4 separate regions of the Mus musculus genome follow, and regions 2, 3 and 4 are each linked to region 1. The links are chromatin contacts, called in public ChIA-PET, HiChIP or PLAC-seq and promoter capture Hi-C maps. All regions are on one chromosome and are shown on one strand. The core of a region is the stretch at or near the end of the contact, and the rest is flanking DNA. Distances in the headings are between cores, read along the strand shown.

Region 1 (2,789 bases), core at 168-2,667:
TGGGCAACTGAATGCTCGGCCTGTGTCCTATCAGCATCACATTCTAATTAAAAAAAAAAGCAGAATCAGTCTCCAATTGCACGTCCCTTTCCTACCACAAAGGACTAGGAGTGGCCAGGGCTGATCTCTGGAGGTGTATCAAGTGCTCAGGTTTCTCCAAGTAGCCTACAAGCTTCCAGCAGGAGTTGGTGTACTCCTGAGCTGGCGTAGACAGACTTTAATGGAAAAGGTAAGTTATCAGCCCATGACTGCGCGCTGAAACCTTTCTGAGCGAGGGAACCTCGCCTGCTCTCAGTCATGTCTCAGTCCTCAGGGACAGAACAGGACGAGATGCATATGGTCCCAGGAGACAAAACACAGAGCATCCTGACAGGGCGATCCTCTCAGCACTGAAGGTTAAATGCTGGTGTGAGATGGGGTGGTGTTTGCAGGTGAAGGGGAGGCCAAGTAGAGCTGGCATAGCAACAGTTTAATGGTCTATAGTGGGGCATGCTTCATGGTATGGACTTAGGAGAAGAGGCAAGAGGTTTGCCTCACACGAAAACAAAGCAAAACAGAACAGAATAAAGCAAACATTAAATAGGAGGGAGGGATGAGGAAAAGACAGGACTTTAAGGTCTCTGACAAATCTTGAAGATCTTTCACAGCAGCTCTCCAAGTCTGGCATTTTAAGAAAGAACAGAAGGACTGCACGGCTGGACTAAGGTTAAACACTGCAAGGTAGGAATGTGGATTTGAGCAGCCCCTCCGAAGCTGGAGAAACGCGTGCACCCCACTTGTGAACACAAAGTGTAACCTCCGGGCCATCTGCCCCTGGGAGGAGCCAAGGACAAGCACAAAAGGGTAAATCACTCCCACCCCTCCCATCAGCACCAGGCCGACCCTTTCCACACCTACAGACCCAAGAGGCTGAGTCACTGTAACTGACAGAAAGGTGATTGGTCCAGAGGCCAGTGGGGCTGGCAAGTGGCCCAGGCTTTCACAACAGTGGGGTGCCTGTGTGCCCCAAGCTGGGGAAGTCACCAGCGGGGGATTTGCATATGAGAGTAAGAAGCACCCCATGCTATAGCCCCTCTGTGTCCCCCATGTAACTACAGGGGACCCAAGGGATCTGAGTGTCGTGTCACGAAAGGGCAGGTGACAGACAGAGAGGAAAGAAAAGGATGTGCTGGAGGTGGGGGCGGGGATGCCTGTCTGCTCACCATCATGTTCGTAGGGTGGCTGCCAGTTTCGGGTGAATTCTGCTCCTCAGTAGGGACCACTTCAAAGTCCGAGGAGGCGCCCTAGGTAGAAGGAAGTTAGTAGCTGCCCATGATAAACGGACCCTGCCCCCAAGGAAGACAGAAGGGCAAACAGTGCAGAGTTCCTAGAGGCAATAGTCACACACTATTCATGAGATCACCCAAGAACCACAGGACTGCCATCACCCTCCTTGTGATCTGAGGTCATACCCCTCCATGGCCATTATTTATCAGTGAAACAGGGGTGTGGGTCGAGCCAACCTTGAAACAGTATTATTTATTTGCTCTCTCTCTCTCTCTCTCTCTCTCTCTCTCTGTGTGTGTGTGTGTGTGTGTGTGTGTGTGTGTGTGTGTGTGTGTGTGTGTGTGTGTTGGAACGGATGAGGAAACCAAGTTCACAGAGTCAACACACAAGCCAAGACTCTGCACAAGCTGGCAGATCCTGCCAAAGCAACCAAGCTATCTCCTGGGCTCAGGTGCCTCTTGTCACCCTGGCTGGCAGCAGCTACTACAGCCACCACCAAGGGAGGCCCTGCACCAGCCTCACCAACTCAACCCAAAGGTCATCCCAGGAGAGGACTGACCTGAGAACACTAAGGCCGCTCTGCAATGTGTCATCAACCAAGGCGCAGACTTCACTGGCTGTTCAATCAGCTGAGGAGCCCAGAGTTCATCTGAACCTGGCTCTAAGAGACCCTTAAATGTGGCGTGACTGGGGCTGGGGAGATGGCTCAGTGGGTGGAACATTCGCTACACCAGCAGGAAGACCTAACTTGGGATTTCCCAGCACCCATATAAACAGCACAGCTGGGCATCCCTAACTCACAGCTCAGCACGGGAGTGGACAGAGACAAGAGGATCCCTGGGGTACTGGCTTATCTGGAGATGGCAAGCTCTGGGTTCAGTGAAGAGATGTAAGGGATAAAGCAAGGAGCAGGAGACCTGATGCCCTCCTCTGTCCTCACCAGAACACACTCCACGCATATACCTCTTCCTTCATACCCCACCAAAAAACCCCCAAACCAAAAACACCCTCCTGACCTGCTTTCCCTGTCCTGGATGGGGTAGGACAGATGGGAGAAACCAGCCCAGCTGGCCACCAGTCAGAGCCACCATGACCCCATCTGTGGTCTCAGCTTGGAAAAGACCCACCTTCTGACCATCTGAAGGATCTGGCCCTATGATGCCAGGCTACACTTCTCCATTGAGCCTGCAGCACATGGTTTCTGAGCATCTTGGAAGTATGTGTCTGTGCCCAGTTAGTGAGCATGGTCACGTTAGATAGCTCAGGAAATGAGAGAAAACTCCTTGTTTGATCAGGACCTTCCTGGTCATGAGAACCATGACTTTCACCTCAAAATGGCAAGCTGTCCCATCCCAGCGCTCCAGACTGATGTGTGGCGGGAAGAGCTTTAGGTAACCAGTCACAGCTCCAAATGCAACTTACATTGGACGGAGATTTGGAGGCTGGCTCGGGCTTCTCCATGGAGTTTCCCGTGGTGGCGGTGGCGGTGGTGGTGGCGGCAGTGCTGGTAGCAGGATGTACCT
Region 2 (2,789 bases), core at 175-2,674, 320 kb before region 1:
CTACTTGAAACAAATTGCAAGAATGTGATGGCTTAAATAGTATTCTATTAATGAAATTTCAGTGCTTCGCTCTTACCAAACTACGAATTTCAAGCCTTTCATTTCCCACTACCATCTGCCATCTGGTTCTGTATTCCATTAGTTTCCTACAGCACTTAGAGTCTGCTTCATGGCAAGAGTACATGCTGCTGGACCCTCAGCATGCTTTTTCTTAGCTGTGTTTTTGGTGTTTTGTGTGTATTTATTATCAGAATAAATTTATGCAGATGGGAGTTTATGTTTTTACTGATCTTGTTTCTTTTGCTGAGTCAAGCACTGTGGTACTTAGAAGTAATCTAGAAAAAAATTCAAGGTGAATAATATTTGAAGTAAATACCAGTATTGGTTTCAAGGTAAATGGCAAAATATCTCTGCTAACTAAAATGTTGGTCTGTAAGGCAGAGGAGAGAAATGGACAGGGCTATCCTGGACTGCAGAATTGTGGAAGATTTCATTGCACAAAATTCTCCTCTGACCAAGAAGACAAGATGAGCTTAAAAGCTGAATGGTCCCTGAAAAGGGAACCTGGACATGATGATGCTGAAAGGAAAAGCATTGAAAATATGAAGTGCTGGCTTAACACTTAAACCTCAATTTTAAATGTGGTTTTTATAAGTTTGTATAACATTTTCATTAAACATGTGGCACCTTTTACTGTAGCTTCATGTTTAGTTGCAAACAGGAAAGAGATATTCTCTGATGGTTTATTTGGTGAAGGCCAACTCATCGTAGAGTCAGCTTGTACTCACCGCATTATATGTACAAAGTACATGTGACAGGAAAGGAAAACCAAGAGAGGTTTAATCCTTGTCCTACTAGACCCCTGTGCTTAACCTATTTATCATAATCTTTTTAATGATCTGCCTAGGGCGGGCTCAGTTTGCTAACTATCCTACAAAAGTGAGTCTCCTACCATCTCTTAATATTATCATTCTAATCCTGTGATTATTCTGCTCCTTTTAGTCGACCATTGTCCATCTCTTCCATTTGAGTCTTCATATTTACTCTCTTAACCATGCCAACCACCAGTGTTACTCTGGGCTGGTCTAGAACTCAGGGATTCAGTCTTTCATATGTTGGGATTGTAAGCGTGAGCCACCACATATAGTTAAATTTATTCATCTGTTCATTTTACAGTTAATGAGAATCCTTCTTTTTGCTTTAAAGTACATGTTGGTTACAGAATAGGATATTGTATATGAGATACTATCATAGTCCATTCAAGCTGCTGTTTCAAAAAAAAATGCCGTGCACTGGGTAGCTCACAAACAGTAGAAATTCACTTTTCATGGTTTTAGATGCTGGGAATTCCAAATTACAGTAATGACAAATTTGCTATCCTGTGAAAGATCTCTTTCTGATCTGTAGATGGCACCATCTAGCTATTTCCTCATATGGAAGAAAGGTTGGATGGGCTTCCTCTGGCCTCGTATAGTACTACCCGTGAGGCACTACCCATTCATGAGGATTCTAATAACTTGGTGAGGTTTTAGCTGCTCAGAGGCTCCACCTTCCAGCACCATCATCTTGAAGTTAAGATTTCTTTCTATTAAGAATTTTTAGGGTGTTGGAGAGATGGCTCCATGTAAGAGCACTTGTGATTTTGGCTCCTAGCTCCATATAGCAGCTCACAACCATCAATAACCCCAGTGCAGGGAATTAGATGCCCTTTTCTGACCTCTGTGGACACCAGGCACACATGCAGTTTACTTACAATACATGTAGCCAAAACATTCATATACATATAATGAAAATAGTTATAATTTTTATGGGCTGGAGAGATAGTGCAATGGTTAAGAGTACTGACTACTCTTCCAGAAATCCTGAGTCCAATTTCTAGCACCTACATGGTAGCTCACAGCCATTTTTAATGGTATGTGATTCCCTCTTCTGGTGTTCATGAAGACAGAGCACCACTCATATTCATAAATAAATGAATAACTCTTTTTTAAAAAGTTTTAGGATCTGGGGATATGCCTTGGCTAAAGGAGCCTTGGGTGGCCCTATATTTGATGCCTAGCACTGTTGAAAAGGGAGGAAGATGTATGTAGCCCAGTTAGTAGAGTGCTTACCGTTACCATTAGGTTCAACCTTAGCACTTCATAAACTGAGCATAGGAGCATATACCTATAATCCTAAATGGCAGCAGGAAGATCAGAAGTTTAAAGGCCTTCTTGGCTACAGGTCAAGGCCCATCTGGGCCACATGAAACCCTGTCTCAAAAAGGAAAAGAGGATAATGGTCCAGGCCATAGCAGCAGACTGTTACAAACCATCTTTTCTAGTCTTAAAGGAGCTCATTGTATATTCATTCTGGATTATTAACTACTTAAAAATAAAGAGGAATCCAAAGGCACTATAAATTGTGCATAAAGCAAGACTAAGTTGTCATCTGAGCCCTAATGTGAATTAACAAAGGCCAGAAGATTAATATGCTGGCCCACAGAGAAAATGTGGAAGCAGTTCTGACAGCAGGGAGGCTGTAATTGCAGATACGGCTTTCTTTCCTGCCTGTCTCTAAGGTCGTTTTGTGTCCTATGGCTTACCTGTTTTTTCTCCATTCTTCTCTGTGATCCTGTTGCTGGCACTCTTTCTCTGCCCAGTATGTTGTATTTCTGTTGCTTCATTGCTCTTTCTGGTTCTGCTTCTCTTACTCAAGAGTTCTCCTTCCCATTTCCCTGCCTCTCCTCTTCCTGTTCATTTTTAGCTTTGTTCCTATTTTTAACTCTTTGAAACTTGTATTTATGGTCA
Region 3 (2,789 bases), core at 166-2,665, 300 kb after region 1:
GAGTGGTCGGACGTGGCAATCAGGAGGGTGGCGCCAAGCTGGCTTGAGAATTTAATTTTCCAAAGTACATTACAAATCAGATACCATTAGGGGAAAGCGGGCCATGTGGCTCATCTTTGAAACTGTGGTCAATACTTGAAGGCACTTTAGTCCTGCTGGCCGCGCCAGCTTCCGTCTGGCCGGTGTCTTCTTTTTCTGTGTGTCCCGAGCCATTCACTGGTCAGAGACATTAAACCGTGCTCATAAGCAGTTATCAAAAAAAAGCAGCAGAAAATGAGGCTGGAAGGAGCCTGGTGTTTACCCTGTTCTTTGGTTTAAATCAAGCCGATGTTGAAGAAGCTGGAATTTTTTTTTTATGAATAATAAAATCCCACGTCTATATCGTAAAGCTGTCAGTATATGTTGAAATCAAGGAACGAGAGAACTGCCCTACAGAGAGTCTTAACAGCCAGACAGTACCGTGTGCTGGCGCCTACCTGGATGTGCATTGCGTACACGCGTGGGGCATGTCAGAGCTTCAGATGTGCATTGCGAACATGCATGGGTCATGTCATAGCTTCAGATGTGCATTGTGTACATGTGTGGGTCATGTCAGAGCTTCTAGGTCTCATTTGGGTTGCACATATGGATCTTGTGTTAAATTTCCACTTCAATAAATGAATTTTATTTTTTATTTTTGAGAGGTTGCAAACTGTGTCTTTGTTTTCACACTTCAGGGAAAAAAAATCACTGAGTTAGGACAATCTGACAAAGGGACAGGGGTCTGAGAAAGGGAAAGCAACCCTGTTTCCCTAAACCACTTCGATATTCTCCCGAAATCCTGGGTCGCCTTCTGCATATACCAGTGGGTAGTTTTAGGGATCAGCTTGGTTTTTCAGTCAAATATGAGCCTGGGTGTTTGCAAATGTTAACATTTAGAGCAGTTGACAAAGTAAAGATTACCCTTGCTAGTGTGGGTGGCTTCATCACATCCAAAAGTTCTTAAACCGTGGCCTCCCTGAGGAGGAATCCTATCTCCAGACCACAAGACCAGCTTCTCAGCTTCCACACTTGAGTGGAGACCAGCCCTAGGAACTGTACACCTGTCAGCCACAGCTAAGCTAGTTCTCCTTTGAAATTTGTTTCTATATTCTCTCTCTCTCTCTCTCTCTCTCTCTCTCTCTCTCTCACACACACACACACACATACACACACACACAGAGAGAGAGAGAGAGAGAGAGAGAGAGAGAGAGAGAGAAAGAGAGAGAGAGAATTTACCTACATTAACTGAAATGCCTACTGAGTCACCAGGCAGAATAAATAATTAGGTCACAATTGCATGTGTGGCCAACCACTCATGTTCCTTGTCTGGTGCATGACTGTGTGTGCACACATACACTGAGTCAACCCAAGGTCCCAAAGAAAGAGCCAGTCAGTCTTTACAGGCCACCAGCTGGTACAAGGAACCACAACACAGCAGGGGGCACAAGGAACTAGAACACAGCAGGGGTCGGTACCAGAGTTCCTGTGCTTCTCCTGGTACCTGCCTCTTCCCTTTGCTTACAGCCTCAGCCAGGAGGGTGAAGGGAGTGTCAGAAGGATGCGGGGCTTAGAAAACTGAAGGGAGTCAACACTTATTTACATGATCGTCTGCATCAAGGCTCCATTCCTATGTAATGGCTATAATTCAAACCCCAGATCTCCAAGTTCTTCAAGGTAAGCCCTGCTCTGCTGGAGACATGCGTATGACTGACAGTGAGCTGACCGGTATGACTGACAGTGAGCTGACCCGGCTTTCCTAGGTAGGCAGCCTCTTCATTTCTGCCCTTTGCAGATGTGCTTGGAGACCGTGAATCTTGAATGGTACATTTGTCCTAGACCAGCAGCTCTCAGTCTCCTTTCGGAGATGGGAGGTTGAATGACCCTTTCACAAGAGTCCCCCTAAGACCAATGGAACACACACGCATTTACATCATGAATCATAATAGTACCAAAAATACAGTTATGAAGTAGCAACAAAAATAATTTTATGGTTGGGGTCACCACAACACGCAGAACTGTATTAAAGGGTCGCAGCATTAGGACGGTTGAGAACCGCTCTCATAGACCATGGTCTCCCTCATCTTTTTAAATAGATTGAATTCTGATCTACATATAGCAAAATTTGCCTATTTTTCAATGTGCAGCTTGGTGAGACCATATCAATAAAAATGTCGAAGGTTGGGGCTGGAGGAATGGCTCAGTGGTTAAGAGCACTGACTGCTCTTCCAAAGGTCCCGAGTTCAAATTCAGCAACCACATGGTGGCTCACAACCATCCATAATGAGATCTGATGCCCTCTTCTGGTGTGTTGGGAGACAGCTACAGTGTACTTAACATGTAATAAATAAATAAATCTTTAAAAAGAAATGTAGATGGTTGCCTTCTAAAATATATTGTGATAATATGCATATATATGTGTGCAAGTGTGCACACCTAGATGTTGGGTATCCTGCTTACTCCCTGGAGACAAGATTTCTCACTGAACCTGGAGCTAGGCTGGATGTTAGCCAAATCCGGAAATTCTCTAGTCTGCCCCTATGACACAGGCTGTAAGCATGTATGTCCATACCTTAGGTTTTAATGTGGGTTCTGGGTATCTGAACACAGGTCTTCACGCTTGTGCAGAAAACATTCTTACCCACTGAGCCACCTCCCATCTCTCCATTCTACTCTGCCCTTGGCCCTGGAGCAAAGGTGTGCGGATGTGTGGACTACTCAGAGGCTGGCTGCCTTTTCAATGGTAATGGTAGAATCATGTTTTGAGACGT
Region 4 (2,789 bases), core at 148-2,647, 270 kb after region 1:
GTATGTGTGTGTCGTGTATGAAGTATGTGTATGTGTGAAGTTGTCTTTGCATCTCTGTGTGTGTGGTATATGGAGTATATGCATGTGTGGTATGTACTGTTTATATCTCTGTGTGTATGGAGTACATGTATGTATGTGTGAGGTGTATGGAACATATGCATATGTGTATGTATGTATGTATGTATGTATGTATGTGTGAGGTGTATGAAGTATATGTGTGTGTATGGAGTATATGTATGTGTGTGTGGTATATGGAGTGTGTATGTGTGTGTGGTGTATGAAGTATGTGTATGTGTGAAGTTGTCTTTGCATCTCTGTGTGTGTGGTATATGGAGTATATGTATGTATGTGTGGTATATGTTTGTATGAGTATATGTGTATATGTGTCTGTGATGTATGGAGTATATGTTGTTTGTGTGTGTGTATGTGTGTGTGTGGTGTATGGAACATATGTGCATGTACGTATGTGTGTGGTGTACGAAATATATGTGTGTACATGGAGTATATGTACGTGTGTGGTGTATGGAGTATATGTATGTATATGGTGTATGGAGTATATGTCTGTGTGTATGTGGTGTATGGAGTATATGTATGTGTGTGTTTGTGGTGTATGGAGTATATTTATGTGTGTGGTGTATGGAGTGTGTGTGTGTGTGTATGTGTATGTGTGTAGCATATGGAGTATGTGTGTGTGTGTGTGGAGTGGGGCATCGGGGAGTCAGATGGTGACATTGTCTGCTTGAGTTGTTCCCTCAACTTTTTTTCCCCACAGGTTCTCTCACTGAACCTGAGCCCACTGTTTTGGCTAGATCAGTTAGTCTGCTGAAGAGACCAAGGGATCCTTCTGCTCTGGCCCCAAGCTCTGGTGTTACTGGCACACATTGTCTTGCCTGGCTCTTTATATGTACTGGGAATCTTAACTCAGGTTCTTATTGTATCCAGTAAACCATTTTCCCAGTAGCCCCTTTTAAATTTTTTTGAAGCAAGGTATCTTTAAATCACCCAGGGTATCCTTGAACTCACTCTATAACCCAAACAGGCCTTGAACTATTTTTCTTCTCTGCTCTGGTATTGCAGTCTTGTACCATCAGGCTTAGCTGCACGATTTATTTTTTAAAAGGTGCAAACTTGTGATTATAAACCAGTAAATGCACGTTAATATATGCTGAACAAATAAATTTTAGCAAGGCTAAAAATTACGGATATTTTGCATGCCGACTTCCCTGGAGACTGCCTCAAAATCTAGGTCGTCTGCCTTAGCTCTGTGGTGGTCTCAGAAGCACTGCCCTTTCTGAAGCAGCGGCTGACGGCCGCCAGGTGGCGCTGCAGAACAAGGGTCCGGGAGGAGGAGCACGGAATGGAGCGGCACGTGACCTGGGCTAGGGAGCCAGCATCACGTGACAGGGCCCGGAAGCGGCTGTCCAGGAGGCTAGAAAACCATGGCTAGGGGTCGGCGCTGAGGCTACGCGAGGTGGGCTGAGCAGGAGCGGGAGCCAGAGCCGGAGCCGGAGCCGGAGCGGGAGCCCGGGCCGGGCAGGGCCGACCGGTGAGTAGTGCGTGCCCTGCGCTGCAGTCGGGAGTCACCTCCTGCTGTAGCACCTCCCGCCAAACGGATGCTGCTGCTCAGGGACAGGTCACCCGTGGGGTGGGGTCTCCCATGCACCTTTGACAGGTGTTCAGTCATAGTTCCCAGGTGACATCGGCAGTCACTGACGGCTAGCTCGGACCAACCCTTCGTTTGCAGATGTGGCTGTTCGAGCTATGCCCTTGCCTTGGGTCACAGGGTACCAGACCGCAACTCCTTTCCTCCGAGAGTAGGGGAAACTGAGGTCCAGGGCTGTGTGTGGGCTTCCGAGGTATCCCTGCAGCAGGGTGTCAGCTTCTGCAACTGTTTGTTTTCTGCCACGTTGCCATCTGCGGGGAAACTCGCCCTGTGAAAAGGCACTTGTCCCTTCCGCTGTGGGTCGCGCGTCCTTGTTTAGCTCCGCTGTGTCTGGGCTCTCCACGCCAGGCTTGAGTTCTGGGTGTGGTTCTGTTCACTGATGGCTTTTTCCTTTCCTTTCCTTTCCTTTCCTTTCCTTTCCTTTCCTTTCCTTTCCTTTCCTTTCCTTTCCTTTCCTTCTTTTTTCCTCTCTCTCTCTCTCTCTCTCTCTCTCTTTCCTCATCACTCAGCAGGCTTCGTTTCTAACCGTTCTGCAGTTTTGTGGAAGTCACTTAGAAATATGAAATAGGACCTGGGATAGACTGGAGGGACCAAGAGAGCTCTAGGGCATGAAAAGCACAGATGTTAACTTGAAGACCGCTTGCTTTTTGTTTTGTTTTCTGAAATTTGACAGATTCAGGTAGCGACTGCTTATATGGATGGAATTAGGGGGTGGGGGCTTGTTGAGTCAGGATAGCAACATAGTGTCCTGGAAGGAATTGACTTTGGGGAATCTGCAGAGCGTGTTTTAGCTTTTGCCTCTTGCTTGATGCCTTAGGTGACTTTGAATCCTCCCTCACCCGGGTTTACATTTTCAGTGTATGAATGATGGTAGGGTCCTTTTGTTATGAAACTCATATTTTTCCTGTTTGATTTTGTTAGGAGAGATTTACCCCCTCCTTGTAATCTGTAGGCAGTAGCCTACAACAAGAGTAGATCTTGTTCTAAAAGAATTTTACCTGTTTCTAATTGTCTTGAATCTGCCCCCCCCCCATTTATGGCTCAACTAGACATTCATAATTTTAGTTGTCTTTCTCATGACCAAGATCTCTTTTGCCTCTAGTTTGCATCCTAATTTATAGTAACT

What was found. Promoter capture Hi-C pulls out the DNA fragments that hold promoters and counts their contacts. ChIA-PET counts read pairs in DNA pulled down with a chosen protein or histone mark. HiChIP or PLAC-seq counts read pairs in DNA pulled down with a chosen protein or histone mark.
Region 2: a contact with region 1 is called in an RNA polymerase II ChIA-PET map of memory CD8 T cells, with 100 read pairs. The contact joins two enhancer-like sites. A contact is called at or near these places in 1 of 15 datasets of contacts at CTCF or cohesin (large pre-B cells), 2 of 484 Hi-C or Micro-C datasets (brain and cortical glia), 3 of 115 datasets of contacts at active chromatin or transcription factors (bone marrow-derived dendritic cells, large pre-B cells and memory CD8 T cells) and 3 of 9 other capture datasets (adipose tissue, liver and pancreatic islet).
Region 3: a contact with region 1 is called in a FOXA1 HiChIP or PLAC-seq map of pancreatic cancer cells. The contact joins two enhancer-like sites. A contact is called at or near these places in 2 of 115 datasets of contacts at active chromatin or transcription factors (microglia and pancreatic cancer cells).
Region 4: a promoter capture Hi-C map of liver shows a contact between it and region 1, with 1.8 times the contacts expected there. The contact joins the promoter of Slc36a1 here to the enhancer-like site in region 1. A contact is called at or near these places in 3 of 39 promoter capture datasets (embryonic stem cells, liver and pre-B cells), 2 of 484 Hi-C or Micro-C datasets (the N1E-115 cell line and liver) and 1 of 115 datasets of contacts at active chromatin or transcription factors (pancreatic cancer cells).

The regions. Positions count from the first base shown.
Region 1 is chr11:54,935,259-54,938,047 of GRCm38.p6, forward strand. Tnip1 (TNFAIP3 interacting protein 1) reads right to left here. Exons shown (of 19, transcript NM_001199275.2): 5 at 2,689-2,789; 6 at 1,203-1,283. Among named protein-coding and RNA genes, the nearest start is that of Tnip1, 26 kb to the right of the region's middle. Within about 2 kb of position 1,418, at least 149 of the 459 cell types and tissues checked have an H3K27ac peak or open chromatin away from gene starts, as enhancers often do. A contact at or near this core is called in the N1E-115 cell line, embryonic stem cells, liver and 2 more, where this site is marked.
Region 2 is chr11:54,616,372-54,619,160 of GRCm38.p6, forward strand. The region is part of intron 7 of Rapgef6 (Rap guanine nucleotide exchange factor (GEF) 6); the gene reads left to right. Among named protein-coding and RNA genes, the nearest start is that of Rapgef6, 95 kb to the left of the region's middle. Within about 2 kb of position 1,425, at least 18 of the 459 cell types and tissues checked have an H3K27ac peak or open chromatin away from gene starts, as enhancers often do. A contact at or near this core is called in memory CD8 T cells, where this site is marked.
Region 3 is chr11:55,235,651-55,238,439 of GRCm38.p6, forward strand. Slc36a1 (solute carrier family 36 (proton/amino acid symporter), member 1) reads left to right here. Exons shown (of 11, transcript NM_153139.4): 11 at 1-680. Among named protein-coding and RNA genes, the nearest start is that of Slc36a1, 33 kb to the left of the region's middle. Within about 2 kb of position 1,416, at least 11 of the 459 cell types and tissues checked have an H3K27ac peak or open chromatin away from gene starts, as enhancers often do. A contact at or near this core is called in pancreatic cancer cells, where this site is marked.
Region 4 is chr11:55,202,943-55,205,731 of GRCm38.p6, forward strand. Slc36a1 (solute carrier family 36 (proton/amino acid symporter), member 1) reads left to right here and starts at 1,398. Exons shown (of 11, transcript NM_153139.4): 1 at 1,398-1,546.